Regions from separate parts of the Mus musculus genome. Here regions 2, 3, 4 and 5 are each linked to region 1. The links are chromatin contacts, called in public HiChIP or PLAC-seq and promoter capture Hi-C maps. All regions are on one chromosome and are shown on one strand. Each heading gives the region's core, a stretch centred on a gene start, on an enhancer-like site or on the middle of the called end of the contact. The rest is flanking DNA. Distances are from core to core; before and after follow the strand shown. Region 1 holds the start of Uprt (uracil phosphoribosyltransferase). Region 2 holds the start of Pgk1 (phosphoglycerate kinase 1). Region 3 holds the start of Tlr13 (toll-like receptor 13). Region 4 holds the start of Cox7b (cytochrome c oxidase subunit 7B). Region 5 holds the start of Atrx (ATRX, chromatin remodeler).

What was found. Promoter capture Hi-C pulls out the DNA fragments that hold promoters and counts their contacts. HiChIP or PLAC-seq counts read pairs in DNA pulled down with a chosen protein or histone mark.
Region 2: a promoter capture Hi-C map of liver shows a contact between it and region 1, with 5 times the contacts expected there. The contact joins the promoter of Pgk1 here to the promoter of Uprt in region 1. A contact is called at or near these places in 2 of 39 promoter capture datasets (both in liver), 1 of 115 datasets of contacts at active chromatin or transcription factors (astrocytes) and 1 of 9 other capture datasets (liver).
Region 3: a contact with region 1 is called in an H3K27ac HiChIP or PLAC-seq map of bone marrow-derived dendritic cells, with 6 times the contacts expected there. The contact joins the promoter of Tlr13 here to the promoter of Uprt in region 1. A contact is called at or near these places in 1 of 39 promoter capture datasets (liver) and 1 of 115 datasets of contacts at active chromatin or transcription factors (bone marrow-derived dendritic cells).
Region 4: a promoter capture Hi-C map of liver shows a contact between it and region 1, with 5 times the contacts expected there. The contact joins the promoter of Cox7b here to the promoter of Uprt in region 1. A contact is called at or near these places in 9 of 39 promoter capture datasets (the 3T3-L1 cell line, 3T3-L1-derived adipocytes, the C10 cell line and 5 more) and 1 of 9 other capture datasets (liver).
Region 5: a contact with region 1 is called in a promoter capture Hi-C map of cranial neural crest. The contact joins the promoter of Atrx here to the promoter of Uprt in region 1.

The regions. Positions count from the first base shown.
Region 1 is chrX:104,479,941-104,486,157 of GRCm38.p6, reverse strand. It overlaps Uprt (uracil phosphoribosyltransferase), which reads right to left and starts at 3,355. Exons shown (of 7, transcript NM_001081189.3): 1 at 2,809-3,355. The coding sequence starts at 3,197.
Region 2 is chrX:106,184,054-106,190,270 of GRCm38.p6, reverse strand. It overlaps Pgk1 (phosphoglycerate kinase 1), which reads right to left and starts at 3,171. Exons shown (of 11, transcript NM_008828.3): 1 at 2,956-3,171. The coding sequence starts at 3,020.
Region 3 is chrX:106,140,759-106,146,975 of GRCm38.p6, reverse strand. Tlr13 (toll-like receptor 13) reads right to left here and starts at 3,701. Exons shown (of 3, transcript NM_205820.1): 1 at 3,655-3,701.
Region 4 is chrX:106,012,441-106,018,657 of GRCm38.p6, reverse strand. It overlaps Cox7b (cytochrome c oxidase subunit 7B), which reads right to left and starts at 2,958. Exons shown (of 3, transcript NM_025379.2): 1 at 2,788-2,958. The coding sequence starts at 2,827.
Region 5 is chrX:105,925,706-105,931,922 of GRCm38.p6, reverse strand. It overlaps Atrx (ATRX, chromatin remodeler), which reads left to right and starts at 2,551. Exons shown (of 35, transcript NM_009530.2): 1 at 2,551-2,823. The coding sequence starts at 2,804.

The DNA.
Region 1 (6,217 bases), core at 2,106-4,605:
GAGGTAGAAAGGTTGATCAAGGAGTACTGACTTAAAGTTAGATAGGAGCAAGAAGCTTTGTTATACTATTGCATAGTAGGTTAACTACAGATACTGTGTTACACATTTCAAAAATCGAGAAGAAAGTATTTAGAAAGCCTTTACCATAAAGAATTAACAAGTGCTTAGAGAAAGAAATTTATTTAACCCGATTTAATCATTATGTGATACTCCATTGATGTGTTTTTCTATTGGTTAAATAAATGTAAGAGCTAGGGAAATGGCTCAGTTAGTGAACTGCTTGCATGCAGGCATAAGAACTTGAGTTCCGGTTCCCAGCACCTACCCACATAAAAGGCTGGGTTGATGCACATCTTTAATCCTAGCTCTGAGGAGACAGAAATGGAAAGATGCTTGAAGTTTGTTAGCCAACTAGTCTTACTGAATTGGTGTGCTCTAGGTTCAATAAGAGACCCTGTCTCAACAAAAGAGATGGCAGTTATCAAATCAAGGCTGCTATGTTCAAAAGGCAGTAGTAGATGCATGCATGTGAGAGTGTACAGGTGTATAGTGATGGGGGAGATATCAGATGTCTATTTCGCTCTATATTCCACACACATACGTACATGCATGAATACTTATACCCACACAAACATGAACACATACATATACCACAAACACACAGAAAAAATATCCAGAATAGGCAAACTAATGGAACTCTAAAGTAAACTAATTTTTGCCTAGGGCTTGAGGGGGTGTTAGGTAAATGTGGACTGACTACCTGTGAGGTCTCTTGTTGAGGGGATGACTATGTTCTAAAAGTGACTGTGGTAGGTGAAGAACATACAGAAAACCATTAAATTATACTTTAAAATGTCTCAATTGTATATGAAAGTTCTGTCTCAATAAAAATGTTCTTTTATTTGCAGTGCTTGGAATCAAATCCAAGGTCTTATGTCTATAATGCAAGAATCCCTCCAACAAAGATATTTTTTAAATAACCATTACCATGGACAAATAAAATTTACTAGAAATTCACTGAGACCCCAAAATTCATCTACAAGTGTAATAGATCCAAGAACCAAAGTTAGTCAATTCCAAGAATTATCAAATTTTCTTTATTTCACAGATGTCTTACTTCAGTTGTCCCAACAACTACCAAAACTATGCCTCATCTTTTTTAAGCCTCTATGCCATTAGATCATGTGATCATAGTTTTCAATACTGATTCTTTATAAGCAAATAGTACAGTTTCATAAATATAAGCTTAAGAGCTAGGTCCAGGCATAGCAGTGCACCCCGCATAACTCAAGCATTCAGGAAGCTAAGGCAGGAGGGTCAAACACTTCAGGCCAGACCGGGCTATACAGTAAAACTCCACAAAAGGTAGAAATAACCTTTAATGATGGAGCTCTATTACTTGCAATGAATAGCTGTAAACCTAATAAGCAAGGTCCATACACAAGTAATAATATTTAAAATAGAAAGGAAACCTTCCATTTAAAAAACGGTCAGGGAAAATCAGCCAGGAAGAATGAGTTTAGCCTTGAAAAAACAGGAGTTGACCATTAATAAAAAGGGATGTGGGGAATTCTAAATGAAAGCAGAAACAAGGAACCAAAGGGGGCTAAGCATGCCCAAATTGGTTCCAAATGAAGGCTGCTGAGATGGCAGTTATCAAATCAAGGCTGCTATGTTCAAAAGGCAGTTGTAGATGCATGCATGTGAGAGTCAGGAAAACTGCAGTACGGAAGCACTGGAGCCCACTACAAGAGTATGAAGAAACGGTTGCCAAATCGTATTTATTTTAGGGCATTTTTAAATGTCAAGACATGCTAGAAATACAGTGGTCTTAAATGAGCCGTAGCTGCTCATTTAAAGCTGCCAATAGGAGCCAGGTATGGTCTCAGGTCCAGTAGTTCCACCTACTTGGGAGGTTGACTTGTGCCTTGGAGTTTGAGGCCAAAGTTTGAGCAGCAATTTAGGAAAACCCTGTCTGATTAAAAAGAAGAAAAGAAGAGACAAGAGAAGGGAAGGGAAGGGAAGGGAAGGGAAGGGAAGGGAAGGGAAGGGAAGGGAAGGGAAGGGAAGGGAAGGGAAAAGAAAGAGAAAGAAAAAAAGGAAAGATGGCAGCTATATTTCACTGTGGTACATAGCTATCCAAGAAAATCCATATTCCAAAATATTTTAACTTTTCAAGTTCTTGCTATACTGATTTGTGGGATTAGGAGGATCCAACTTGTTCTTAGGTTACCTTTGCTGTTAACTACATTCTGTAAGTTTTCAGTAAAACTGTCTTGATAAGAGTGGAATCATAAACTTTCTGGCAACCAGGTAAAGCTGAACTCCCAATCAGTAAACAAAATGGCAAACTGCAGGAGCAAATGCTGTTGAGTCAGAGGGCTGGCGGAGCACATCATTTCCCTTGAAATTGCTTTAGTTTTGTGAGCTTGGGCTGTCGGGGTGTTAATAACCACAGGCAGTAACCATTCCTGGGTTATACATTTACCACGTGGTCGGGAACTGAGCAGATGGCATAGGGGTGTGTACCTGCCTGGCACAGTAGAGGATTGGTCATGTTTAAGACAGACAAAGAGGCCGGAAGAGGCTGAAGGCTACCTAAAAGGTTTCCTTCCTAAACAAAGCAATGTTAACCGCAGCAACTAAGAAGGGGCCACAGAAGTGTCTCACTGACTCCCTCCCTACTCACAGGCCAAAGAAAGAGGCCTGGCTCTAATCCCCAAAGACCAGTGTGCCAAATGCAAACAGAAGCTTTTTACTTTCACCCTGCAGCCCTCCGCTCCCTTTTCCCTTCCGCTCTAAGCTTACTTGTCCCGGATGATAGTCTGAAGCTCCCGGATCTGATCATTCATAGGCAGCAACTTAAGCTGAGCCCCAATCTGTCGGGAGAGTTCACAGTCCCCTAGCAGGGAGTCGCCGCCGACAGGTGCATCGTAGTTGCCACTGTCACTACTGTCACTGTGGTTCTCAGAGTGAAGATTAGTGCTGCAGCAGGCCGGAGAGTCCCGCTCCGAAAGCACGCTAGAATGGGCGTGCCCAGGGAGGAGAGTCAGCTTAGCCATAGCAGCGTTATTTTCCTCTGCATGATCCAGGACCCGGTCCTCGGCTAGCAGATGCTCGGGACTTGGGCTAGAAGTAGAGTTTACTTGCCGATTGTGACAGGGCATGGAGTCCGGACGCTGTAACTCCGAGGCCATACACGGGGCCCCCGAGCTATCCCCGCTGCTATCAAACCCTAGGGATAAAGGGCAAGAAGAAAAGGATGCGGACACGTGCGTCCTCCTGGCCCCTGGCTCCTCCAAATCTCTAACCCTGGCTGCCCTCTCACCCCTAGGCCTCTACGGTCCTTTCGCACGCTTTGCCCATACCCGCCCACACCAGACGCACTGCCGGCTTAGACACCTTATTGGCCCATCTCTCTGCCAGTCTACAGCATGCTGGTTTGTTAACTCTTTTAAGTCTTTCCTGCTTGAGAGATTATCACAGTTGCTTGGCAGAGGTGGCTAAACCAGAGATATCCCTGGTTGCTGAGTCCTCAGAAAACCCCTAGGACTTCTTGCAATCAGAACTTTGGTAGAGCCAAGAAAAGATACGGGTGGATTACACATGTAAGGCACTGTTTTCTAACTTTCTGTCTTGGCAAAGAAAACATACTTGGGTAGTTGGCTGCATCTTCAAGCTAATGGCTTATCTGTGTAACAGAAGAAGCAAAGTAAGAACAGCTAGCAGGCTGGCCTTTCTAGACTCTTCTACAAGATGTCATTTCGTGTGTGTGTGTGTGTGTGTGTGTGTGTGTGTGTGTGTGTGTGTGTGTGTTTGTGTGTGTGTGTATACAAATGTAAGGAATTTATTGAGCTTTCTGAATTTAAGATGACAAACAACAGCTTTTTTTTTCTTTCTGTATTGTTTTATTTTTATTAAGGCTTTTTTGTTTTGTTTTGTTTTGTTTTTTGTTTTTTGAGACAGGGTTTCTCTGTATCGCCCTGGCTGTCCTGGAACTCACTCTGTAGACCAGGTTGGCCTCGAACTCAGAAATCCGACTGCCTCTGCCTCCCGAGTGGGATTAAAGGCGTGTGCCACCACACCCGGCTTATTAAGGCTTTTTTATTAGATATTTTCTTCATTTACATTTCAAATGCTATCCCCAAAGTCCCCTATACCCTCCCCTTGCCCTGCTCCCCAACCCACCCACACCTGCTTCCTGGCCCTGGTATTCCCCTGTACTGGCAAGATGCCATTTCTTAAGTACGCTTGACCACTAAAATTTTTCTTACTGATACTGGTTGGGCACTGAATTGCACATGTTACTATGGCATAATTTTCATTACACTGTTTGTTCTCCCAAACAATACTTGGAAGGATGGCTTTTAAAAATGTTTAGGTACCCACCAAGAAAGTCTAGAATAATAATTTGCAAATGTCCATTGTATCAGAAAAATTGTAGAGCTTGTTACGATGCAGAGTTTTAACTTGACATGAAGGCACACATCTGTAATCCCCACACTTTGAAGGCTGACATGGAAGGATCAAGAGTTCAAAGCTAGCCTGAGTTATAAAGCAAGCTCTAGTCTCAAAAATAATTAAAATAAGCAATATTTGTTTGTGTCCTACTTCCAAGTCTATACATCACTATTTATCATTATAGTGTAGACATTTTAATGTCACTGCACAATCCCCACACTTTCGAAAGGTTGTACAGTCTTTTCACTTAACACATAATGCAAATTAAAGGGTCTCTGGGCTTAAAACTTGTATCTGTTAACTTCAAGTAGGCCAGAACAAATGTCTGTTTTGTCAATGAATACTCTTGAGGAATCCAATGAAGCCCAGTATTGTATCATGACCAAAGATAACCCAGCTCCAAAACTGTCCATTGTTTCATCATCCTGTGACCCTGTTTTCAATGCCATAGAACAATAAATTGAAACAGCACAAATGTCAGTCTGTCTTCTGTATTCGTATACTTTCTTTTTTTGTTTTTGTTTGTTTTGTTGTTGTTGTTGTTGTTGTTGTTTTGGTTTTTTTGAGACAGGGTTTCTGTGTAGCCCTGGCTATCCTGGAACTCACTTTGTAGACCAGGCTGGCCTCGAACTCAGAAATCTGCCTGCCTCTGCCTCCCAAGTGCTGGGATTAAAGGCATGCGCCACCACGCCCGGTTGTATACTTTCTTATATTAACCAATAAGCATTAGCTGGTTTATATTTTAGGTTCAGAAAAGATAAAAATTTACTAATGACTAATCAGAATAACACATTTAGTGTTGTGTTTTATAATTTATAAAGAAGTTATGAAGCATTCTCTTATTTGAAAAGTCAAGGTGGGAAAAAGCCAGGCATGGTAGCATATGCCTATAATCCCAGCACTCAAGGTGTTGTGAAAGAAGATCACCAAGGTTAGTCTGGGATAGACACACACACACACACACATACACACAGATACTCGTGTAAGAACCCTGTCATACAAAATCAAAATCAAATAGTTGTCCAAGATTGATTGTACATCCCAAAAGGATTAAAGCTAACACAGAAACCCGTCTTTCAAGTCTAAATCTCACCTTTACCCATACCTAAAGATATATGAAATCATTCAGTTAATGAAATACCGATTTCATCTTTTCTATTTGCCAGGGTGTCAAAACAGATACAAAGTAAAATAAGTGAATGTCTTGAAATTTTGAAATGGTGGTGGCCAGCCTGGATCTTTGGAAAGCAGGGATAATGTTACTCAGCACCAACCCTTTGTCATAGATGACAACAGGAGCGTTATCTCATATCAGCCCGGCTTTCCTGTTTATCAATTTCTGCTCTAGGTAGAAAGCCGTATAAAATAAAAGCTGGAAGATTCCCCTGTAGTGATTGATATGGTTCCATCATGGGTAGTTTGTTGTTTGTTTTAAATCAGTCTATTTTCTCTTTGTTGCTAAGATGTATTTAAGAGAAAACACATTTTCTAAAGCCAATAATATGAGAATAAATTTTTACCTGTGATGGATTGAAGTCCAGGCATTAACTTAGACTGTTACATTTCGAGAGGTTCAAGCTCTGAACATTGGAGTCCTTCACATGCAACAGTATAGTGACTATTCAGAACACTTTCATATCTCATTTGATATGGTAAAACAGTTAGGCCCAGTATAATTCTTGTTTTACATTTAATAAAATTCAGATTTAGGAGTTTAATTTAAAGTGACAACTGAGTATTAGTAAAGTTGAGAGAA
Region 2 (6,217 bases), core at 1,922-4,421, 1.7 Mb before region 1:
TTCTCACTGACCTCTTGATTGCCTTTGACCTTCACTCTCTCCTAGACTTACAACTCGGCCTTTAGCTTCTCTCCTGAAGACTCCAAAGCAGGAACAACGTTCCTTACACAAATCACTTGTTCACTTGGGGGTGGGGAACGTGGTGTATACACACACACATATATACATATATACTGAGCATACATACATCTAAATACGTATATACTGGGAAAAACTGAGTTTCTGTGCAGTCTTTGCAATCTTTTACAACTCCATAATTACTCCAAAATAAAACTTTTTCAAAGCAGAATGGTGGTGGCTACAGCACACCCCGCAGGAGGCAGAGGCAAGAGTTCCAGGCCAACTTGGTGAGTTCCAGGACTTCAAAAACACAAAGCAAAGAAACAAAACAAAAACTTTATATAGAGAACATTAAATTAGAATATCACGTCTTTGTTGAAATCTCGAGATTCCAGGCCCTGTTCTACTAAAACTATGGGAAGGAACCATGCCCACCACTGCCTTGTGGACTGATTGCTAAAGTCTGCTAGTACGATGGTGTCTGCTCTCCGTTTTCCTCTTCCCACCAGAGCTGTTGCTTCGAAAGTCCCAAAAGAAAACCAGTGAGGTTGAGGGAAGAAAACGTACAAGAAAGAGAAGTGCCAGCAAGCAAAGGATGACTAGGGACCTATGGGTGAAAAGGAAATGACATGACAAAAATCAGCAGGAAATGTACTCACAGAGCCTTGTAAAATCAACTAGAGTGAGGCGGAACCTGTTGGTGTTTCTGGCTTATTTTAAAGTTTCTCCAAAAGGAACTGGGGTGACTCAGTGGTAGGGTGCTCAGGCACAAGGTGGCTAGTGTTAGATTCCCCAACACAATGAAAACTAATAAAAGTTACCAACAACAAATCAACTTCCCTTGCCAACTTAAAGCAAGGGACTAGTCAGAAAACAAGAGCACCCTTCTACAGGGCAGAAAGGAGGTGAGTGAACGGGCCCAGGATGCAGGAGGCCCCATTTCTGAAGCACTGCCAGCAACTACCACAAAAGGCACTGAAACAAAAAAGGTATTGAGCTCACCCAGGCATGGCTGCCTAGACTCCTCACAGAAGCCTACAAGGCAACTCCCCATGCAAGATGCATTAATCTGGAAACCAAGCAACTTCACCACTGTGGCCTAAATACCAACCAAGTACAATGTATCCATATTATACAGGACTGCAAACTCGACAGATAAAGTCTATCCCAACCTGTTCCTGAGTCAGGCTCAAGGAGCTAAAGAGACCCAAATCCTAGTCCTGCCTCTGCTACATTCTCTAGACCTCAATAACCTTCACAGCGCCCTTTTCCATCAGCCAAAGGAGGCCAGCCAGTCTTTTCCAGGCTTAAAGGTTAACCTGGGTTAAATGAAGCTTGATTTGGGGCAAAAGAGAACTGTTGCCTCCTGTCTCACCCTCAACCGGAGTTAATTCCTTTAAGATAGTTTCTCTGTAGAAAATAGCATAAAATCCCAAACTGCCATCCCACAAAAGTGACCAGCACAATGGCCCACTGTCTTGTCTTTGAGCAGCTGCATGCATCTGAAAAGGTCAGCCTCAAGCCAGTAGTGCCTGTCTCCCTCACAGGATGAATCTTTTGTCCTTAGAACAGAATGAAAAGTTAGCTAGAACCTGCCCTTTATCTATGATTAGGGTGGCTGGGATTTCTGCTCCATCCTGATTATTCTATCCCATTTGGGGTAACATTAAGTGTTTTGCATGAACATAATACAGTGGGTTGGTTCTGGATATCAGCCCAGGAAGAGAAGGCCACCTACCAATATTGGCTACGATAAAATAAGTGCCTGTACAGAAGCCAGAGAACCTCTGTTCCCTTACATGTGTTAGTATCTAAAGGATGCCCTCACTTGAACTGGCCCAAATCTTCAAAGGGACCAGGATTACTGCCAATCAGTCATCCACTTCCAAAGAAGGTCAAGCAGGCAGAGTAGTCAGTCACTGCGACCATCAATGGCCCTTAAAAATTCCCATCCTTGGGTCCTATAGTTGTTACATGAACAACCAGGCCCATCAGTTATGTATCTAACCATCATCCTTGACTCCTGGCAAAAAAAAAAAAGTATACATTATGAAAGGCAAAAAGGAGAAGACGCATACACCCTAGTAATTCTTTCAGGTAAGGGAGAAGCCAAGTTAAGTCAGTGACCTGGGACCCACATGTGCCACGTGCGTGGGAGCCTTCCTCAGTTCTGACATCCTGCTTCTCTAGCCACCTCTCGAGTGAGGTTACAGGCCTCCAACTCCCGGCGGCCACACCCTGCATGTGTCACAATCCTGATGCAAACCCCAGGGCCAGGAGTCCAACCGCAAGGTAGGGCAGCAGAGGCCTGTTATATAAGCCATACAGAGCTTCATCCAGTGGGCCTCACCCTCCCACCCACAATTCTTTGGGGAGAGGGACCTCCACTCGAGAGGACTTTGAGCAACATCTTTTGGGAAAGAAATCATTTGTACCAGGACCAATGAAACGTGGGCGGTTTCGGATTCGTCACGGATGGTCCAAGAATCTTGGGGGAAGGGAAACTAGCTAAATGACCTTTCAAGGTCCCTCAGCAGGGGCCTAGAGATTTGCAGGATAAGTACTACGTCCATTCTCGCTACAAGAGATGAAACTGCACTTCAGAAATGGGAAAAAGATTGAGTCCTGAGAATCTGAGCCCTTTATCAGTGGGATCAACTCCCTAAAGGACACATTTGGTCGCTTTTTAAGCTAGAAGCAGTTAGGACGCAGAAAAGCAAACTCAGACACAGTCTCCGCCCCAATGAGGTGAGAGGAACAGCCTTAACCTCCAAACCCAGGACCCCCAAGACCCAGCTGAAAAATAAGTGCAACTTAAGGTGATGGGAAAACCGTGCTTGCCACGGCCAGAGAGAATGTGGCCCCGAGGGCTTGAGGGCAGCAGTACGGAATTACCTCATCACGACCCGCTTCCCCTTCACGTCCAGCTTGTCCAAAGTCAGCTTGTTGGAAAGCGACATTTTGGCAACACCGTGAGGTCGAAAGGCCCGGAGATGAGGAAGAGGAGAACAGCGCGGCAGACGTGCGCTTTTGAAGCGTGCAGAATGCCGGGCCTCCGGAGGACCTTCGGGCGCCCGCCCCGCCCCTGAGCCCGCCCCTGAGCCCGCCCCCGGACCCACCCCTTCCCAGCCTCTGAGCCCAGAAAGCGAAGGAGCAAAGCTGCTATTGGCCGCTGCCCCAAAGGCCTACCCGCTTCCATTGCTCAGCGGTGCTGTCCATCTGCACGAGACTAGTGAGACGTGCTACTTCCATTTGTCACGTCCTGCACGACGCGAGCTGCGGGGCGGGGGGGAACTTCCTGACTAGGGGAGGAGTAGAAGGTGGCGCGAAGGGGCCACCAAAGAACGGAGCCGGTTGGCGCCTACCGGTGGATGTGGAATGTGTGCGAGGCCAGAGGCCACTTGTGTAGCGCCAAGTGCCCAGCGGGGCTGCTAAAGCGCATGCTCCAGACTGCCTTGGGAAAAGCGCCTCCCCTACCCGGTAGAATTCCCAGGCGCCTTTTCTAGACCTTTGCAAATGTCATCCCCTTTTGGAATCCTCTGCTTTCTCAGCTCCCAAATGGAAGTCTACATAAGGTCTTACTTAGTAATCGAAACCTCTCAGAAGTTAAAAAAGGACCAGGCCTTCCCCTCCCCCCTTTTATAATAAAAAGTACAATGTAATTGCTGTGGTTACATTATTCATAATGACGAATACATATAGCATGTGTCATGCTAACTAACAATGCTCATAAAATTCCTAAGTACGTTCTGTTATTAAAGATGAAGTAACTGATAGACAAAGATTTAGTGTCTTATCAAGACTGCAAAGCATCTAAGTGATCATTTCAATCCTGGGCCACTGTGATTTCGACTGCTTTGGGAGTGTAGCTCAGTGGTAAAATGCGGGCCAGAGGCCGTGGATCCAATCTCCAGCACTGTTTAAAAACAAAAACAAAACTTTAAATCTCTACTGACACTCATTTGGGCTAAGGACGGTGCTCAGTGGTAAAGTGCTTGCCTGACGGTCTGAGACAGGACAACTAGTTAGGAAATTGAAGGGCACATGAGAAATGGAAGCCCTTGTTCACTCTCCTGGTTTTTTCTTTCCACCTCTCTCACTGGCAGATATCCAGGAGTGACTGGCCAAAGCACCTCTGGAAGTTACTATATTATGTGAAGTAACTCAGAAAGACAATACCATGTGTTTTCTATCCTATGCAGCTTTTTATATAAGCATATACATGGAGAGGAGAGACAGGTCCAGGAAAGGGAAACAGTTTTAAGAGAACAGAGGACGGAAAAAGAACTGGGTAACAGGAGCCACGTGACATGGAAGAGACAAAGGACTGCAGGAATGCTGAGAGCCCCCATGGTTATCCAATAGCAGTAGTGCAGTCTGAAATCGGATACATACAAGCGACTTTACACAGACTGAGAAGGCTGTCCTTACATATTTAAGTACACACACACACACACACACACACACACACACACACACACACACGAAAAAAAAGCCATAAATTTTGAGGTCTGCACCTTTCCCTGCTAACTGATCTCACTGACCCTACATTTTGTCTTTCTGTTTTATTAACAAGCTAACTCTCCACTCTGAATCCTGGTGAGATTCTTTTCCACGGTGGATGGCAAGGTCTCTGGGCGCATGAAAGCATCCTACCTGCCCAGGTTCTGAAGGAGACTCCGTAGTGCCAGCAATACTGAACTGAATGCCCTAATGCCAGCTACAGATCTCTACATATAACTACCTTTTAATTTGTGTTTATCCTTGCGTGTGGGGTTTTTTGCCTGCATGTATGTCTGTGTTTAAGATAAACATTTGTTTTTGCCAATCCTTTCCAACTTTTCTTCCTTTTCAACCTTACTGGGAAACAACTCCTGGAAGTTATTTCCAAATGATTCTCTGGACTTCCTACCATTTAGTAGCATTCCATTCTGGCTCAGTTATCATTGTAATGAGTCAAACTGTCCTTAGATAAGGTAGAACTACAATATTGACTGTCAAAGGGGAAACTATGCAAACATAGAGTGTGACTCCCTAACTTAATGATTCTTCCCAGTTATTAAGCACTTGCTGTTTGCCAGGCACTGGTGAGGGCTGAATATACATGACTCACTACTCTGCATAAGAACTTTATAGCCGGGCATGGTGGCGCACGCCTTTAATCCCAGCACTTGAGAGGCAGAGGCAGGTGGATTTCTGACTTTGAGGCCAGCCTGGTCTACAGAGTGAGTTCCAGGACAGGCAGGGCTATACAGAGAAACCCTGTCTTGAAAACCAAAAAAAAAAAAAAAAAAAAAAAAAAAAGAAAGAAAGAAAGAAAAGAAAAGAAAAGAACTTTATGAAGTAAGTATTATATCTTAAACACAAGAACACTGAAGATTATAAAGATTGGGAAGCTTTTTCCACTACTGGCCTAAAATGACAAAGAAAAGCAGCCAACAATGAGACAACAGAAAAACCTGAAAAATAGAAAAATCTACAATTATACACGTGAGGCAGGGTAAATATGGACCAGATCCCTGGGGTGTTATAACAATGTTAGAGACACAGTTTTTCTCCTGACAGAACCCCATTCATTACAGTCAGTTACCTCACCAGGTCCCACCTTCCTTGCTTACAGAAATCCGATTTAATAGAGCGTTTGGGTTAGTGGCCAGTGCTCAGCAAAGATAGGCTTATCTCCTAGCACCAAAGGACAAATCACTGTTGACCTAAGCTGAGCCTGGTAATCCCATCCCCCACGTGCCCCTTTGTCACGCATTGGTCTGGGAATGGGCAGTGACCCAAGTTAGGTCAATAAGATAAAAAGGGAAGTCTGCTGTTCTGGGAACAATGGAAATCAGTGAGAAAAGCAAGCCCTGCACATATATGGACTCATTTCTAATTAACAGAATGATGGAAGGTAGCTATGGAGATCTCTCCCTCCCTCCCTCCCTCCCTCCCTCCTTTCCCCATCTCTCTTTCTCTTCTCCTCCCTCCCTCCCCCTTCTTACTTCTCCCCCTTCCTTCCCCTTCCTCTCTATAATCTTTCATTCTGGGAACAGCAGCTGCCATGTCTTAGGATCATTCAAATAGTTTCATGGGGTGGCCCAGATAGTGAGGAACTCAGAGTACCTTTCAACAGTCAACATAGAAGTGAGTCTTGCTGCCTGCAGCT
Region 3 (6,217 bases), core at 2,452-4,951, 1.7 Mb before region 1:
ATACACAAACATTCATGTAGGCAAAACACTTACACACAAAATTAAATAAATCTAAAAAAGGTTTTTAGTGCAAATATTTTGGAAGAAATGAGACAGGATTTACTGAACTATGCTAACCAGGCATTAGTGGAATACCAAAAGCAGAGGGTATAGCAGCCCATGTAAAACATCCATCAATAAGTAAATCCCCACCTGGCACTGCATCCTGCAAGGGATGGAGTTATTTTGTGGCATATGAAACCAAAGACTTCATCTACTTCTATGTGGGCCATGTGGCCATGGTTCTACTCAAGCCTAGATAAAAGCATGGGTGTCCCACCATTCATCTGAAGACAAAGGCTGCAGTCTAAATTTAATATACCAGAGCCTGATATTGTTAGCCTTGCTGAGAGAACACTTTCGAGATGTTTGTATGAGGAAGTCTCTGTTCTGGTTAGTTGTGGTTATGGAATTGTTAATAAATCAGTTTTGCATTTATATTTTGTTTCCTCTTCTGTTTGTTTTTTCATTTTTGTTTCTTGAGACAGGCTCTCACATAGCCTCAAACTCACTATGCAGCTGAGACTACCTTAAACACCTGATCCTCCTGTCTCCCCAGCACCTCCCAAGTGCTGTGATTGCAGACAAATGCCATCAAGTCTGGCCTTGTATATGTTTTCTATCCCATTCTTCCATGCCCTCTGGCTTTTTCTCCTAATCCATTTTTCCCCCAAAATAAACATTGTGCCAATGGGATTGTTCAATGGGTAAAGACATTTGCCGACAAGAGAAACATGATTCCTGAATCATATGGTGGAAAGTGAGACCTGACTCCTGCAAGTTGTACTCTGACTTTCATGCACGCACTGTGACATGCATGTGCCCATGCACTTAGGCACACTTATACATGGTACACACACAAATTGGAAAAAAAATAGAGATGGTGGTGGGGCAAAAATAAAAGCTGGGTATGGTGGCCCATGCTTTTAATCTCAGAGCCCCAGAGATAGAGGAAGGTGGATTTCTAGGAGAGCAAGGTGAAATTGACAGAGTGGGTCACCCAGAGGTAAATAATAAGACCGTGTCTCATAAGAAGGAGAGGGCACCGCAGAGGAGGGAGAGGAAGAGAGGCATCTCTGAGTGTTTAATTGTGGAGCTCGACCTCAGAAGGACAAGGAATAGAGCTGAGTTCCCCAACAGGCACAGTAGGTACAAAGTTTTTGGCATATATTTCTAGAGTTCCATAAATGTATCTTATTTCCTTTTAAAGTGTGTGTGTATGTGTGTGTTTTCATAGTGCCCCCAGAGAACAGAAGAGGGAATTGGATGCTCTGGAACTGGAGTTACATGAGTTGTGTGCACCCATTGTGGGTCCTGGGAACCGAACTAAAGTCCTATGAAGGAGCAACTAGTGCTCTTAATCACAGAGCCATCTCTCCAGCCCATTAGTTACTTTTTTTTTATTAGATATTTTCTTTATATACATTTAAATTTTCAAATGCCATCCCCAAAGTTCCCTATACCCTCCCTCTGCCCTGCTCCCCTACCCACCCACTTCTGCTTCTTGGCCCTGGCATTCCCCTGTACTGGGGCATATAAAGTTTGCAAGACCAATGGGCCTCTCTTCCCAGTGATGGCCCTTCTAGGACATTTTCTGCTACATATGCAGCTAGAGACACGAGCTCTAGGGGTACAGGTTAGTTCATATTGTTGTTCCACCTATAGGGTTGCAGACCCCTTCAGCTCCTTGGGTGCTCTCTCTAGCTTCTCCATTGGGGGCCCTGTGTTCCATCTTATAGATGACTGTGAACATCCACTTCTGTATTTGCCAGGCACTGGCATAGCCTCATATGAGACAGCTATAACAGGGTCTCTTCAGCAAAATCTTGCTGGCATATGCAATAATGTCTGGGTTTGGTGGCTAATTATGGGATGGATCCTCGGGTGGGGTAGTCTCTGGATAGTCCATCCTTTCATCTTAGCTTCAAACTTTGTCTCTGTAACTTCTTTCATGGGTATTTTGTTCTCTATTCTAAGGAGGAACGAAATATCCACCCATTGGTCTTCCCTCTTCTTGATTTTCTTGTGTTTTGCAAATTGTATCTTGGGTGTTCTATGTTTCTGAGCTAATATCCACTTATCAGTGAGTGCATATCTAATGACTTCTTTTGTGATTGGGTTACCCCACTAAGGATGATATCCTCCGGATACATCCATCTGTCCAAGAATTTCATAAATTCATTGTTTTTAATAGCTGTGTAAATGTACCACATTTTCTGTATCCATTCTTCTGTTGAGGGACATCTGGGTTCTTTCCAGCATCTGGCTATTATAAATAAGGCTGCTATGAACATAGTGGAGCATGTATTCTTATTACCAGTTGGAACTTCTGCCTGAAATTCTGCCCCATTCACATAACTGCTTGGTCTGGGCACCTCTGAAGTGTAGCAAAACCCTGTCAACGAGCACTAGAAAAATGGTGTCTGTAGCTCAGTTGGTAGAGTGCTTGCTTGCCTAGCGTGTGTGAAATCCTGGGTTCCATTCTCAGAACCAAATAATCCAGGCTTGGTGGCTCACACTTTTATTACCAGAACCTGGGAGGTAGAGGTGGGAGCTTCAGAAGTTGAAGATCACCCCGGACTACACATTGAGTTTGAGTACAGCCTGGCATCCTATGGGGGGTGAGTGGGGGGGAGAGGAGAGGAGAGGAGAGGAGAGGAGAGGAGAGGGGAGGGGAGGGGAGGGGAGGGGAGGGGAGGGGAGGGGAGGGGAGAGAGAGAGAGGGAGGGAGGGAGGGAGGGAGGGAGGGAGGGAGGGAGGGAGGGAGAGAGAGAGAGAGAGAGAGAGAGAGAGAGAGAGAGAGAACAAATCTGTAACCCTAGCATTCTGGAAGCTAAGGCAGGAAGCAAATTCTTGGCAAATCTGGGCTGTTGTGGCTAGACTCTGACTCAAAAATCAAAGAAGGCACTGTGGCCCATGCCTTTAATCTCAGTACTTTAAGGCACTGAAGGAAGAGGCAGGTGTATCTCAGTGAACTTGAGGCTGACCTGGTCTACATAGTCACTTCCTCGCTGCAGTCTATATAGTGAGACTCTGTCTTTAACAAATCAACAACAATAACCAAAAAAAAAAAAAAAAACAGACAAAGGAAAATTTACAATTTTAAAAAGCTTATAAAAATAATAAAAATAAATTTACATATACTACATTAGAAAGCTTATATGAAACATAAGAATACATTTTAAAGCACAGTAGTTCAAAGTGATCTTCAAAATCAAGCTAGTTTGAGGCCCACCTGGATTACATAGCACCCTGTCTCAATAATAACAATAATAATAAACAGCAACAACAACAACATTAAAAAGTATAAGTACCAGGGAACAGGGACTTTGCAATAATAAGAAAATAAATATCACTTCCCTTCGGTGCAATACTACTACTGTCTATGGTAGGAGTCATGAAGTGAGTTACATTGAATTAAAAAAAAAATCTTGAGCAGAAGTGGTGATGCTTGCTTGTAATCCCGGTACCCTTGAAGCCGAAGATCAGTGGTTCAAGAATAGAGCTGCAGGCAAGCTTGGGTTATATGAGATCTGTTTCAAACAAAAATTGGAATATTTCCATTGTTTGCTGTATACTGCTGAAATGCAATCAAGTCAAGAAAGCTCAACTTACCTCTCAGAAGCTCCTAGCACATAGTACAATTGTTCATCTTTGCTAAACAATGACATTCTGTTTTAGGTCTCTTAAAAAAACCCCGTGATGGTTGTTCTAAACTCTTAGGACATGAGACATTTCCTTCCTCTTCTCTTTTTTTTTTAGGCATGGCGAAAGAGGCGGGCAAGGAGGTGTACGTCAGATGTACCAAAGTCCTATTTGATGTGTATTGCAAAGTACAGTCTTGAAGGGAGCACTCACCTTCTGCCCACCATAGATCCCCTGAGTTACTTGCCGTGTAGGCTCATTTGGGGATGCTCAGCCAGATCATGTCTTGGTGTTGCAAACCATCCTGCCCCGTACCTGGCCCCATTCCTTAAGGTCCCAGTTGTGGTTAAACTGTGGGATCAGGATGGCTAACTCTGCTACCAGACCTTTGACTCTTCATCCACCACACATTTTGTTGCCTAATTGATTGGGTTCTATATTTACTTCATTTGGGGAAACACAATTTGATTACTTGCCTAAAACAGTGCTCCCCCCAAAAAAACCCTATGAGACTGTCTTAATTTGTTTTCTGTTGCTGTGATAAAACACTAACAGAAGGGACTAGGAGTGAGGCAGAAATATTCTTACAGGTAACAGTCTGTCATCAAGTCCCACCAAGGCAAGAAACTCAAAGGGAACCTAGAGGCAGGACCTGAAGCAGAGACTATGAAGGAACACTGTTTGCAGGGCTGCTCAGCCAGCTTTCTTACATAGCCCAGGCCCACTTGCCCAGAGATGCCAGCCCCCACAGTGGGTTTCAACAACTAACAATCAAGAAACTGCCATAGACATGGCAACCTAAAGGGAAGAAATTCCTCAACTGGGAGTCCCTCTTCCCAGGTATTTCTGGGTTTGTGTCAGGTTGACAAAACCCAACCAGTACAAAGACCAAATCCTCAAGTCACCACTCCATCAGGAGCTGATTTAAGAGAAGGAGAATCAGACTTCTCTAAAGATGACCCCCTTGATATTTTGTCTAATTTCAAGTGGTCAGCCCTAAGCACACTTACAAACAAGCAACACTAAGTAGACTTAAGCAGATGTTATGTGTGTAGTGGTTTGAATAAAAATGGCCCCCAAAAGCTCATGTATTTGAAAGCTTAGTCACCAGAGAGTGGCACTACTTGAGGATTAGGTGTGACCACTGGGGGTGGGCTTTGAAATTTCAGAAGCTCAAGCCAGGCCCACTGTGTCTTTTTCCCTGCTGCCTGCAGATCCAGACACAGAACTCCCAGCTCCTTCTCCTACATCATGTTTCCTGGCATGCTGAAACTCTAAGCCAGTCCTAATAAAGTGCTTTCGTTTATAAGAGTTGCTGCGGTCATGATGTCTCTTCATAGCAATAGAATATTGATTAGGATAATGTGCATATGTTTTAAAAAATGAAGTCATGCATTTGAGACTTATCATCGTGGCACATTCAGCACATAAGAGGTAGAGACCAGGAGAACTAAAACTTGAGGTCTTCCTTGGCTACATAAACAGTTTGAGAACAACCTAGGCTAGAAGGCTGGTGAGATGGCTCAGCAGGTAAAGGCACTTGTTACTTCATTTCCTGGTGGAAAGAGAAAAGTCACTCCTGCAAGGGCACCTTCCTCAGACACAAACAAATAAATAAATATAATTTTTTAATTTGGAAAAAAAAAACACTACTGACTTTAAAATGCTGTCATCGGATCACATCCTATTCTGCCTATGACCTATATTAAGAAGCTTCTAACTTGCTACTCCCACTGGTCCACTAAGGTCCAATCAATCTAGCATCACTGTTATCCGTCCGTCTGTATGCATAATCCAAGATGGTCCTCCTCTAGTGTACTCTGGTGGTTTGAATGGGAATAATCTCACATAAGCTCATGTGTTTGAATATGTAGTCCTCAGTTAGTGGAACTGTTTGTGAAGAATTTGAAGGTGTGGCCTTGTTGGAGGAGGTATATCACTGGGGTTAGGCTATGAAGTTCCAAAAGACTAGAGCCATTTCCAGTGTTTCAACCTCTGTCTCATGGCAATGTTTCAAGATATGAGCTCTCAACTACTACTCCAGCTCCATTCCTGCCTGCCTCCTGCCATGCTCCCTATCATGACAATCATGTACTCTAACCCTCTGAAACAGTAAGCCACAGTAACCCTTTCTTCTATAAGTTGCCTTGGTTATGATGTCTTATCACAGTAATAGAAAAGTAACTAAGACATCTACTCTCAGACCAACAACCAGACTGCATGTATGGATGGATGCTCTAGAAGGCAGAATAGAGCATTAGATTTCCTGGAGCTGGAGTTACAGGGAATTCTAAGCGATCTGGCACTGATACTGGGAACTGAATTTTTGCTGGAAGAACAGGAAGTGTTTTTAATCACTAAACCATCTCTTCAGCACCTCTTATCTTGTTTTTACTGAGACCTACAGCATTTAATTAATGTTGCTTGCATGAGCATGGTTAGGGGTTATATTTACTTGAGCAAAGGCAACTTACCAGTGCCTATATCATTGAGGTATATGACTCCCTTCTCCTACCAACTATTAATTGCCTAT
Region 4 (6,217 bases), core at 1,709-4,208, 1.5 Mb before region 1:
GTGGACAGAAACATTTAAAAATACAATAAAATGTTGACACATGATGGTAAATGTTCTTCATACCAATTCTCATTTTTTTCTGCATTACTGAAAATTTTCACAGCAAAAATAAAAATCAAATGTTTATCACCTTAAAATTATGCCCCCAAGCTATGGTAAGCAGGATTTTAAAATAATTGGTAAAGAATGAGGTTTTTGATTATATAATAAGAGTATATAAGCAGGCAAGCACGTGGAAGGTAAAAGCAGGAGGATCAGGAGTCAGCCTACGGTGCATGACACCTTGTCTCAAAAAACAGAGTAGAAAAAATGTTATGATAGAGATTTTATCATCAGGTAATTTCTAGCCTAGAAGGGAGTATTATATGTGAAGACATGATCTCTGTTGTACAAGAAAGTAGAATTAACTCAGCATTTAGGCAAGTAGGATTTGTAGGTGGGTAGGGGTGCAGGGCAGAGGGAGGGTATAGGGAACTTTCAGGATAGCATTTGAAATGTGTATAAAGAAAATATCTAATAAAAATTAATTAATTAGAAAAAGAAAAATGGAATATCGACAGAGATAGATAGATCTACTGTACCAGAGAGCCAATCAAGTTTGGATGAAGAACAAGGTTATAAAGGTAGCTTATTAAGGAATAAAACTCGAAAAAAGTGGTAAATACCAAAAAGTCAATAGTTTTTCTCTTCAAATCTAGACACCACCACCTCATTATTTTAAAGGTCTTTACTGTGTGTCTTTTCTTAAAGATTTATTTATTATATGTAAGTACACTGTAGCTGTCTTCAGACACACCAGAAGAACGTATCAGATCTCATTACAGATGGTTGTGAGCTACCATGTGGTTGCTGGGATTTGAACTCAGGACCTTCTGAAGAGTAGTTGGTGTTCTTAACCGCTGAGCCACTTCGCCAGTCCCTGTTTTAAAGGTCTTTAAAGGTACTTACAGACACAGAGGAAAAAGCAATGTTGAATTGAGGTGCAGCGGTTCATAGCTGTTCTCTCAGTACTTGGGAGGGTAAGGTTGAAAACTATACTCAATTTTCATGCCAGGCTGGGCTGCAGGGTAAGACAAAACTGCTGTTCCCTCACTAATGTTTCAGGCTGGGGAGAGCCTGGATTCAGTGGCAGAGCTTTGGGTTCAAATTCTATCAAATCCTCTCTCACCCCCAAAACAAACACCACCACCACCACCACCACCAATGGTCTCTATGTGGTATAATCCTAATAATTCCTTAACCATTATATTAGCTGCTTTACTTACGGTTCCACTTTCACCTTTAACCAGCCACACCCAGGGAAATAAATGTAGCGGGATTGGTGTAGTGCTTGCCTAACATTCCCTAGACTTGATTGCTAACACTTCAGAAGCAAACACAATTAGGTCTATAAAGGTGGGAAGGACTTTGTCAAGCCCAGCACTTGGGAAATGGAGGCCAAGGATCAGGGGTTGAAGACATCCTTGGCTACAGATTAAAATGGCAGGCCAACCTAGTGTACCTGAGACCCTCCCTCAGAAAACAGCCACAGCCGGAATAAGCAAATTCATAAACATTCCATAATCAATTCTGCTCCAGAACATTTAAAAGGGTGAGTATGAGAAACAGAAACACAACAAAATAAACTAAAAAATCATCTTTTTGCCTGGTCTCCAGAGCAAGTTCCAGGACAGCCAGGCTACACAAAGAAACCCTGTCTCAAAAAAAAAAAAAAAATGATAAAAAAACTTTTCCTACAGTATTTTTAAAAGTCCCTAAGTCACTTAAAGATCAAAGAAATTGAGATTACCAAACAACTGTTGTTTCAACACTCTGATTTACCAAGTGATCTCCCCTCTATACCAAAATAAAATTAAAAACAAACAAACAAACAAAACCACCCAGTTTAGTGACCAGAGATTGGTTAATGGTCTTTGACATAGGTATTACTTACTAACCTCTGTTTTACAAAAACAAGTTTATAACGCTAAATCATTTGTCCAAAGTGAAAGAAATAATAAACACAGCTTGTAGCAGATGAAAGATCAGTTGGGCTTCTTTCTTTTTTTTTTTTTTCAATTATTCCCAAAGTACTTCAGTACTTAGAACACAGCATGTGATCTAAAGGTAAAATAAAACTAAATCCATGGCTAGAAAAGCAAGTAAGTATTGTGTAAGGTCACCTTCATTCACATTACTGAAGGTCACCTTCAGGGTAAAGCAATTACAAAAATGAATTTTTTTCTTTCCAGTCCAGTGTATTTTCCATATATACTGCTAGTCTCAAGTTTCCACGTACTTGCCTAACTTTAAAGCAGGAAAAAAAAATGACCATGATTGTTTTCGCTATAGTTAATATTCCGTTAATAATCTACAGATGACTTCTTCAAAGCTGCCAGGCTTAAGGTTTTCAACCCCTTGCTATGAATCCAGATGCGGTAGATTTAGTTTCCTACCACCGTTATTGTAGGAGATCAGTTCTTCTACGTAAATACACTCCCAGAGCTAAAATTTAGATCATCGCTAAAAGAGCAAGGTGTCCGCCAAAGCGTTCTTCCTGGAAATCATAGGTCTCTGAAGAAAGAGAATGCATAACGAGGTTAGGAACACAAGGACAGGATGATAAAGCCACTGTCACAGCTACCTCTGTTATGGCTAGCTTCCCTTCCCAGTGACTGGAGACCACGCAGGGGACCATGCACCTAGAATTAAAACCCGCAGGATTTGGGGCGGAGGAAGAGGGCAGAAGAGCACGAGGACAGCCGGATCCCGGGTGTTGTAAAGAACTCGCCCACATTATCTGCTCACCTTGGAGACGGCTTAGTGCGTTTTTGGCTAAGGGCAACATCGCGGAGACGAAGATGGAACTGCGGCGACTATGCTGCTGCCTTGGTGCAAATTCACCCCAGCTACCCTTGCAAAGCGTCCTGAAAAACAAAATGGCTTTCAGCAGGGAGCCCAAATGAGAATTGGTGAGATGTCGCGAGATTTAGGGGTTGACCTATAGAAATTGTCATCCTAGTTCCTGCGAGGAAATAGGAAGGTCTTTGGGAAATGTAGTTTCAAGCTTGATGGCTTCCATAAAGTAGTATTTACTAAGCAGGGAGGTTAACTCTTTGGACAAAGGTTTCGGACTCTACAAAGGAGAGCTGAGACACCGACCTTACATAAGGCACCAGCATCAAAATGGTGCTAAAACTCCAGAGGATTGGATCTAGTGTCTCACTTCCAATTACAGTCCCTTCAAATTTTTCACATTCTGTCTCCTATTACCTACATTAATTGGTTTTACCTTTATTGGTTTTTTTTTTTGGAATTTTTGTGGGGGAGTTGAGACACGGCCTCTCTATTTAGTCCTGGCTGACCAGGAACTCTCTATGTAGACCAAGCTGGCCTGGAACTCACAGAAAAAGTCCTGCCTTTGCCTCCCAAGTGCTGGGAGATCAATTGACCTTTTTCCCCTAAGGATTCCAGTTCATGTGCATCTGGCAAGAATACTATATATGTATCTTCTTAAGAAACTCTGTGTAGGGCTGGTGAGATGGCTCAGTGGGTAAGAGCACCCGACTGCTCTTCCAAAGGTCCAGAGTTCAAATCCCAGCAACCACATGGTGGCTCACAACCATCCTTAATGAGATCTGATGCCCTCTTCTGGTGTGTCTGAAGACAGCTACAGTGTACTTACATATAATAAATAATAAATAAAAAAAAAAAAAAAAAAAAAGAAACTCTGTGTAAGCCAGGTCTCCCTATGTAACCCAGACTGGCTAGAACTTACTATGTAGCCCAGACTGGCCTAGAATTTGCAATTCTTTTGCCTTAGCTTCTCTAGTGTCATGATTAGATAAATAATGTACAAATCAAACTCTGCTTTTTAGAGCATCCTATCAAAAGGTATAGGATCTTAGCATGTCCCATTCAGTAATAGTATGAACTTAATCATTTAATCCAAGCACTGCATACCAGATTTCTACACTTTAAAGTCACCGCTTTCCCTTTGTAATTAAAAAAAAAAAGTATCTTGAGTGGAAAGGAGGGATGTGTGCAAAAAAAAAAAAAAAAAGGTAACTCCAATGCATAATGACTATCCTATTCTGCATAAGCTTCTATCCACTATGTTTTGTATCCATTGGTAATTCTTTACCACACTGTGTCTGTATGACCACTGCAGTTCATATGCCTAAAGCAACCTGAGTGAGCATAAAACAGAGATACTCAAACCACCATGCTTATTTGGTATGCTTGTTTATTTTTTAAGATTTATTTATTTATTATATGTAAATACACTGTAGCTGTCTTCAGACACACGGGAAGAGGGCATCAGATCCCCATTACAGATGGTTGTGAGCCACCATGTGGTTGCTGGGACTTGAACTCAGGACCTCTGGAAGAGCAGTCAGTGTTCTTAACTGCTGAGTCATCTCTCCAGCCCCTTGTTTGTTATTTTTGTGTTTGTTTCTTGGAGACTAGATTTCATCCTGTAGTAGAGGCTAGCTTGGAATTTACTATGGAGCCACTCCTGGCCTCAATCTCCTGGCAAGCTGCCTGCTTCAGTTTCCCAAGATGATAGGTGTGAGCTGACATACCTAATAATTTAACCATTTAAAAATTTTTCTTTTTAAATTTTGAGGTAAGCTCACACCAAGTGGCTCATATGGGCCGTTAACTCACTCTAAAGTAGAGAGACAGGCATTGAACTTGTAATCCTCCTACCCCAGCTTCCCAAGTAGGAGTTAAACTGACCTATGAGGCCCAGCTTAATTTTTTCATATCCTACTTTCTCCTCTCCTTTGAAACAGGGACTCGCCATGTAACCTATGTGGGCCTCAAAGTTGGGATTTTCCCACTCTAGTCTCCCAAGTGCAGGGATTACAGGAGTATGCCACCACATGTGGCTATTGCTTTCTCTGTGTGTCTCTCTCTGTCTGTCTCTCTTCTGCTCTCTTCTCATCTGTCTTTTTGTTTATTTTGTTTTGTTTTGTCTTGTTTTGCTTTGTTTTGTTTGAGACAGGGTCTCTTGTAGCTCAAGGAGGAACTCCCTATGCAGCCTAGACTGGCATTAATCCCTGATATCCTCCTGCCTCTATCTCCTGAATACTGAGATTACAGGTATGCACCGCCAGGCTCATTTTATTTCATATCTCTTTATGTGGAGACCAATTACTTTCCTTTCTTTTTTTTTAAAGATTTATTTATTACTTATACAGCATTCTGCCTGCATTATTCCTGCAGGCCAGAAGAGGGCACCAGATCTCATTATAGAAGGCTATAAGCCACCATGTGGTGGCCAGAAATTGAACTCAGGATCTTTTGGGCCTGCTCTCAACCACTGAGCCATTTTTCCAGCCCGTCCCTCTTTTAAAGCAGTTACTTTCCTTTCAACAATCATCTCCTTAACTCTCCAAATAGTGGAATTATTATAATTCTGTGGGGTTTTTGCTTTCTAGCAGGACCTAAAAGAATAATCACATAGTATGTTCCACACATTCAAAATAAATGCACCTTGGGCTTTGGATGTAGTTGTGATAAAATGCTTGCCCAGCTTGTGTGGGGTCCTTTACTCAATCCTTTACTGTGCCCTGTGCTGCAAAATAAATAAATAAATAAATCCAAATTATAATGTGTGTGTGTGTGTGCACGCGCTTGTGTGTATACTGAGGAAATATTGAGGATTAAACCTATGTGTTTACAAATAACAGTTAAATGTCCTATCAACTGATCTATATTTCCCCAATGTCTTAGGGTTACTGTTGCCATGTTATAACACCCTGACCAAAGCAACTTCATCAGGAGTTGCAGTCATAGGAACAGTACTTAAGCCATCTTCAAGAATAGTATGTGCTTGAAAAAAAGATTGGTGTGGGGGGGTGGCAGCGTGAATGTACATGCAATGGGTGTGTGCCTGGTCTCTGTAAAGATCAGAAGAGTGCATCAGATCTCCTGGGACTACTAGGCTGTTACCCACCATGCCGGTCCCGGGAGGGTCTTCTCCCAAAAACAGTTAAATGTTCTCAACCCTTGAGACATTTCTCCAGCACCTGTCCCAGAGTATTATACTAAAGGAGCAAATTTCAACAAAACAAAACAAAACCACTTTTGATGTAAGATATTTGGATGTTTTGGGTGTTGTCAGCGCTGAGGTTTGGGCTGAGAAATTAATTTTGCTTACCAGAGGGTATAATGCAAGCTTCTGCTTTAGACCACGTAGTTCCCTTGGACTTGGCTAGAATGGAACTCT
Region 5 (6,217 bases), core at 1,302-3,801, 1.4 Mb before region 1:
TGCTCAGCTCCATTTTTTCATTCTTACGCAGTTGAGAGTCCACAGCCTTGGGAAATGTGTTAACCACAGTGGGAAGGTCTCCCTACCTCAGTTAATACAATCAAGATAATTCCCTACAGTCATCCTTAGAGGTCCTTCTCCCAGGTCATTGTGTCAAAGTGGTGGCAATTAAAACTAAACTTCCAGCTACATAGTGAGTTTGAGGCCAGTCTGGGCTACACAAAACCTTGTCCCAAAAACAAAACAAACAAACAAAATTCATTCAGATTAAAATAATAGATGAATTACTATTTTTTCCATAGTTGTGTCTGTTAGATAGCAAGGATATTTGTTGTGATGAAATAGATCTTTCAGGTTAACTTCATTTCTCAAGGAGGAAGAACATGGCTTCTGTAAATTGTGTTTAAGTAATATTTAATATATTAAACACAAAAGAAGAACATTATTGAACAACAGAAGATTGATTTCCACAGTTGGTAGTGGATCTTGAACATTTAAAAATTATTTGAAATGTTGCAAGTTTCTGTTCATCAAAAATGTATGCTATCCAAGAGAACTCTTTAAAATTGTGATGATGTTGACGTATATAGCTCTCCATACTTGATGGCTTCTGGGTGTGGGAGATGGCATCTGGGGGACAGGCTCAGTTTTCTTTAAAGGGCTGGCCACTGGGAGTTTGACCAGGCTATGGATAACACAAATTGGTCTTGTTTTCTTCTCCTCCTCCTCTTTCTCCTCCTCTTTCTCCTCCTCCTTCTCCTTCTCCTCCTCCTTCTGTTTCTTCTTCTTCTCCTCCTTCTCCTCCTCCTCCTCTTCCTCCTTCTTTTCCTCCTCCTCCTCCTCCCTTCCTTCTTCCAGGGAGGGCAGACTTGAGAGGACTAGGAAGTGAGTGCGATGGGGTTTCACAATGTCAAATTCCAAATAATCAATAGAAGTACTGTGAAAAGACATAAAAAAATGTATATTAGAGGCTGAAGAGACTGCTTAGTGATTATGGGCACTTGCTGTTCCCAGCACCTACATTGGGTAGGTCATACCTGCTTGTAACTCCAGTGCCAGGGGTCCAACATTCTCTTCTGCAGTGTGAGGACTTGTGTACATATATACATCCAGGCTCTCTCAAACATACATACAACATTTAAAAACCAAATCTTTATATGTTAGTTAGCCAGGTGTGATGGCATATGCCTTTAGTCTAAGTTCTCAGGTGGCAAAGGCAGTTGGATTTCTGAGCTGAAAGCCAGCCTGATCTACAGAGCAAGTTCCAGGAGAGCCAGGGCTGCACAGAGAAACTCTGTCTCGGAAACAAACAAACAAACAAACAAACAAAAACCTAGTCTGATTGTTGGAATGCATTGTTTGAAAAGAGACTCTTCTCTTGTCATTCTAGTCCAAAACTGCAACCCTGACATCTAAGCATGACCAAAACTGTTGCATATTTCAGGAAAAATAAACAGAATGAACAAAATAAAGGGAATGAACATGTGTTCCAGAATAAATGTGGGCACAAAGTTGGAAACTTCAAATTTAGAAAACTTATTTGTGATTTGCAGAGATTATGAATGAAAAATGAAATGAGGGGGAAACGATTTGGATCAGTTGGTAAGTGAGATATACCCCCAATCATATCAGATTGAACTAATGGCTGACCTGTGTGTGACAATTTCAAGATTGTTCAATATCAAAAGAATTAGATGTCAATGTCCAGTTGATCATATATATATAAATACCTGTAAGTATCCTTAAGTATGATGGGGTACACCTGTCTTCTAAGCACTTTGGGAGGCTGCAAGGACAGTCCAAGTTTGAGGCCAGCCTCATATACATGTTGAGTTGCAGCCTAGTCAGGACTGTATAGCTAGAATTTTTCTCATTCTCTTTCCACAAAAGGTAAAAATTCACACGTGTAAGCGTTGGCAAGCTGAATATTATAATGAAATATATAGAAGAAAAATTAAGAATATTATAAAATAGGAAAGAAAATATTTATATTTTGGGTGGCTATGGAGATTAATGATTAAGAGTGTGCATGTGGGGGAGGGGTTAGGACATAGCTCAATGATAGAGTATTTGCCTAACATGCACAAAGCCTTGGGTTTAAAACAGCATAAGAATGTATGTCCACCCTCCCCGCAAGGATGGATGTTTGGCTGAATGTGGAACTTGTGCATTGGTATCCTCACCCATTAAAATGTTAGGTCTGCCTACTTTGGATGGTTCAAGCATGAGATTAAGATAAAGGATCTGTGTAGTGGTCGACATATAGTAAATTCTCAATAAACGTAAATGGGGTGTCATTGTTTCACCAATTATGTGGAAGTAGAGAGGTTGGACCAAGAGCGCATTTTCAGGATAATGTCAAGATACATCCCTGACACTTTGAGGTCAGCAGTAACTGAACTGGACCCCACTAAGAAGAGGTGGAGGGGATCAAATGACGTCGACCGCCTTAGCAACAGGCTCCCAAAGAAGGTGAATTTCCGTAGCCAATAAGACACTGAGCTCTGGCAGAGGTAGCCAATAGATGACGGAAAGAGGAAGAGGGAGGACGCGCCAATTCTCCTGCCCAAGCCTCGGCCCAACAAAATGGCGTCGGCATAGGCCTTGCTTTGTTTCCGTGGCTCTTGCAGCAGCAGCAGCAGCAGCAGCAGCAGCGGTAGCGGACTCTGAGCTGGGAGGACGATCCAGCACTATCTGCGGTGACTACTAAGATCCCAGTACTTTTCGTTCAGCCACTGGCGCCGAGGAGCGCAGAACGGTACCCAAGGGGTTGCCAAGCCAAGCGGCCGTCCGAGCCAAAAACATGACCGCTGAGCCCATGAGGTAAAACGCAAGCCCTTGTCACGGGCCCCGGCGTTCTGCTCCCGGGCGCCTTCCACTCGAGTGGGGTGTTTGCAAAGACGTGCGCTAGGTGCCCTAGGCCCGCGCGCGGCTTCGCGGTCAGCGGCATCGTTTTCCCTCTAGGTGAGCGGGGCTGGGGGAGCGCGGTGGGAAGCCCCAGCTGGGGCTTGGGGTGTGTGTGTGTGTGTGTCTATGTGTGTATGTGTGTGTCTGTCTGTCTGTCTGTGTGTGTGTCGGTCGGGGGCGGCATGCGGCGCGCGCGTTGCCTTTCCCGCCTCCCGCCGCTGCGGAGCCGGGAGCCCCTGCTCGGCTCACGCCTCCGTGCCCGCGGCGTCGAGGCCTGGGGGCGGGGGGTGTCGCGGGCCACCGAACGCTTGCGGTCAGTCTTTCGAATCTCGGGGCCTAGCGACTGCGTGGGGAAGGAGGGGGGAGGGGGGGGGAGAAGGTGGATGGGGGAGGGGGAGGGGCGGAGGATGGGGAGGGGGAGGGGCGGCGGGAGGAAGTGAGATCCTGGAACTAGCGAACCCCAATGGTCGCCTCCACTGGAAGTCCTCCAGCTCTCCGCGGCTCCGAGAGGAGAGCCGAGCATTGGAGGTAGGAGGGCCGGGCCCGGAAGGTACCTCTAGAAGGTGCCTTTTCGCCCCCCGACTCCAGATCCTGGAGGGTTATCTTGGGGACCCCTGGGCGGCTGAGACGGAGAGCGGGCAGCCCAATGCGGGCTTTTGCTTTCTGAGAACAGCGGCCGACGACTTTGCAGGAGAAGTCCGGTTTTTGACGGGACATCGGTTGTTGTTACCCCCTGCGGTTTGGGACACGTTCCGTGAAGTAGTTAGATCGTGCTTTTATTTATTTGTTCCACGAGGCATGTGGAGCGGGTTAACGGGGATTCACCAGAAGATTTATTGCAAAGGTAGAAGAGAGCCCAGGCCCGATGTTAGCGATCAAATACGTTTACGATTCAGGCTGTTTTTCCACGCGTTTCTGATTTGCTTTTTGATTGTTTGGAGTAGTTAATCTGAAATGGATTCCGCTTTTATGCAGATACCTTGCTTTTTTAGGCAGTTTGATATTTGACCTTTTATCCCAAGATTGAATTCGGTGATTTTTCTTCTCGAATGAGATGCAAGCTTGGTGAATAGTGGCAAAACGAAATTATAGGTAGCGTGGATCATAATTGCATCTGTAATTGGCAAAATGTGCCGTTGGGTGACTAGGACATCATGGCTTTGAGCACTTTAGATTGTAGAATTTGAGAACGAGCCTATCCGATTATTTTCTACCTTAGCAAACAGTGCATCGATGCTCTCTTTACTTAGGGAAAATATACTTCAGTTCTGTTTGTTTGTTTGTTTGTTTGTTTTTCGAGACAGGGTTTCTCTGTGTAGCCCTGGCTGTCCTGGAACTCACTCTGTAGACCAGGCTGGCCTCGAATTAAGAAATCCGCCTGCCTCTGCCTCCCAAGTGCTGGGATTAAAGGCGTGCGCCACCACGCCCGGCTTATACTTCAGTTCTTAAAATACAGGCACTTAGTTGTGTAAAGATCATTGTCTTCCTTTATGAATTTGTGTTAACTGACCCAAGTAAAACAAATCTTTTTTTTTTTAAATGGAATATTGAGCAGTATTGGCTGGTTAATACCAGGCATTCATGCTCATTTACTTACAGTTCAGTATGACTTCTAGGTTTTACTTCATGTCTTAGTTGTCTGTATTTAAAACCATAGTTGCTTCTTTGTGGATGGTGAAGCTGGATACTGAAGGATTTGAAACCAGCCTGACTCAAAGCTAAAAATCTCCAAACAGAAAACAGGTGTTGCCTGTATCCTCTACCTATCAGGAGGCTGAGGAAGTTCAAGACCAGCCTGCTCAACATCGGATGGCTGTTGCAAAAGGAAAAATACATAGGTTGGATTTGGATTTTCATCCTTCCTTTCTTGCCTTCATTTTGAGATATGTAAACCAAACTGGCTTTGAACTGAAGGGTAATCACAAACGTCCCAGGGCTGGCATTACAGGTGGCACCATGCTGAGTTTTGCGAGGTTGGAGATTGAGCCCAGAACTCTTATATGTGTTAAGGAGGCATGCTTCCAACTGAGCTACCCTCCCTCCCCTTCTCTTTTCCATAATGGTGATCTTGTGCCTCTGTGCTAACTCACTACTCTCTAAGGCTGCAGTCTGCCCTCCTTTTGCATTTTATTTTGAAACAGTTTCACTAAATTGACCAGGTGAGAGAGAGAGAGAGAGAAAGAGAAAGAGAAAACAGACAGTCCTACCTACAGAGGTCAGCGTGTGCTCTTCCTTTCAGCACATGGGTGCAGGTGTTAGAACTCAGGTTCCCAGTCTTAGCAGCAAACAGGTTCTCCCTACCTACTGAGCCATCTTGCCAGTCCACGTGTATCTTTTTAAAGGTGTATCTTCCTTCTAATTATGTTTTTGTCTGTGTATTTACACGTGTGTGGGCTGGAGGAGATGTGTCTTTCTTACTTGTTCTGTTACTGTGAAGAGTCACCATGACCACAGCTACTCTGATTGAAACATATGATTGGCAGCTCGCTTGCCGTTTCAGAGGTTTAGTTCATTATCATCATGGCAGGGAACACTTCCGTTTCCTGGCTCCTTTCAGCTTTGCTGACTGCCTCACACTTTTCTCTCTTGGGCTGGTTCCATGCCTGGTCTTCAGCTTCCCTTTGAAGGTATCTCACAACTCTGGCATCTCCAACATATTGAGGTCTCTCTAGGTCTCCACATACGGGCACCCCTCCCACCAGGCGGCCTTCGGTGACTTCTGAGTCACAGAGGAGATTCCATAATCCCATTCGTGTCTCCAGAACCTCGTGGCCAATGCTGCCAAATTCTGCTGCTTGCTGGGGCTGGAACCCGGTCTCCCGCCTTCAGTTACATTTGCCTCAGCTTCCTGTTGTTCCTGGTTTCCTTCTCTGCTGCAGCAGAGGAAATGCAGTTGGGTGGAATGTCTCGCCCCGAGGACTCCCTTTAGCCTGGGGCTTGTCTTTAAACTTTGTATTTAGTATCTCTCTGAGCACTGAACGGCATTCCATTATACTCCCTGGCTCATCTTTTCCTTTGAAGCTGTACACTTGATGTTTCTCATTTTCCAGTTTGCTCCTTTTCATTACAGATCTGCATAAGAATGATAACTAATAACCACACTAGGTCAGTCAGTATGGCCAATATTCATCTGTCTTAAAATCTCCTCTGCTAATGGCATTAATCTAAAACTCTTCAGTTTATCTTTGGACTGGTTTTTAGGACAAGGACAAAATGTCCCAATAGTTTCTAGGCTACTTACTAGTATTCTCCTGCACTGAAACTTGACTTGTCACACAGTTCAAATCTCCTTTAGCACTGTTTCCCAAGC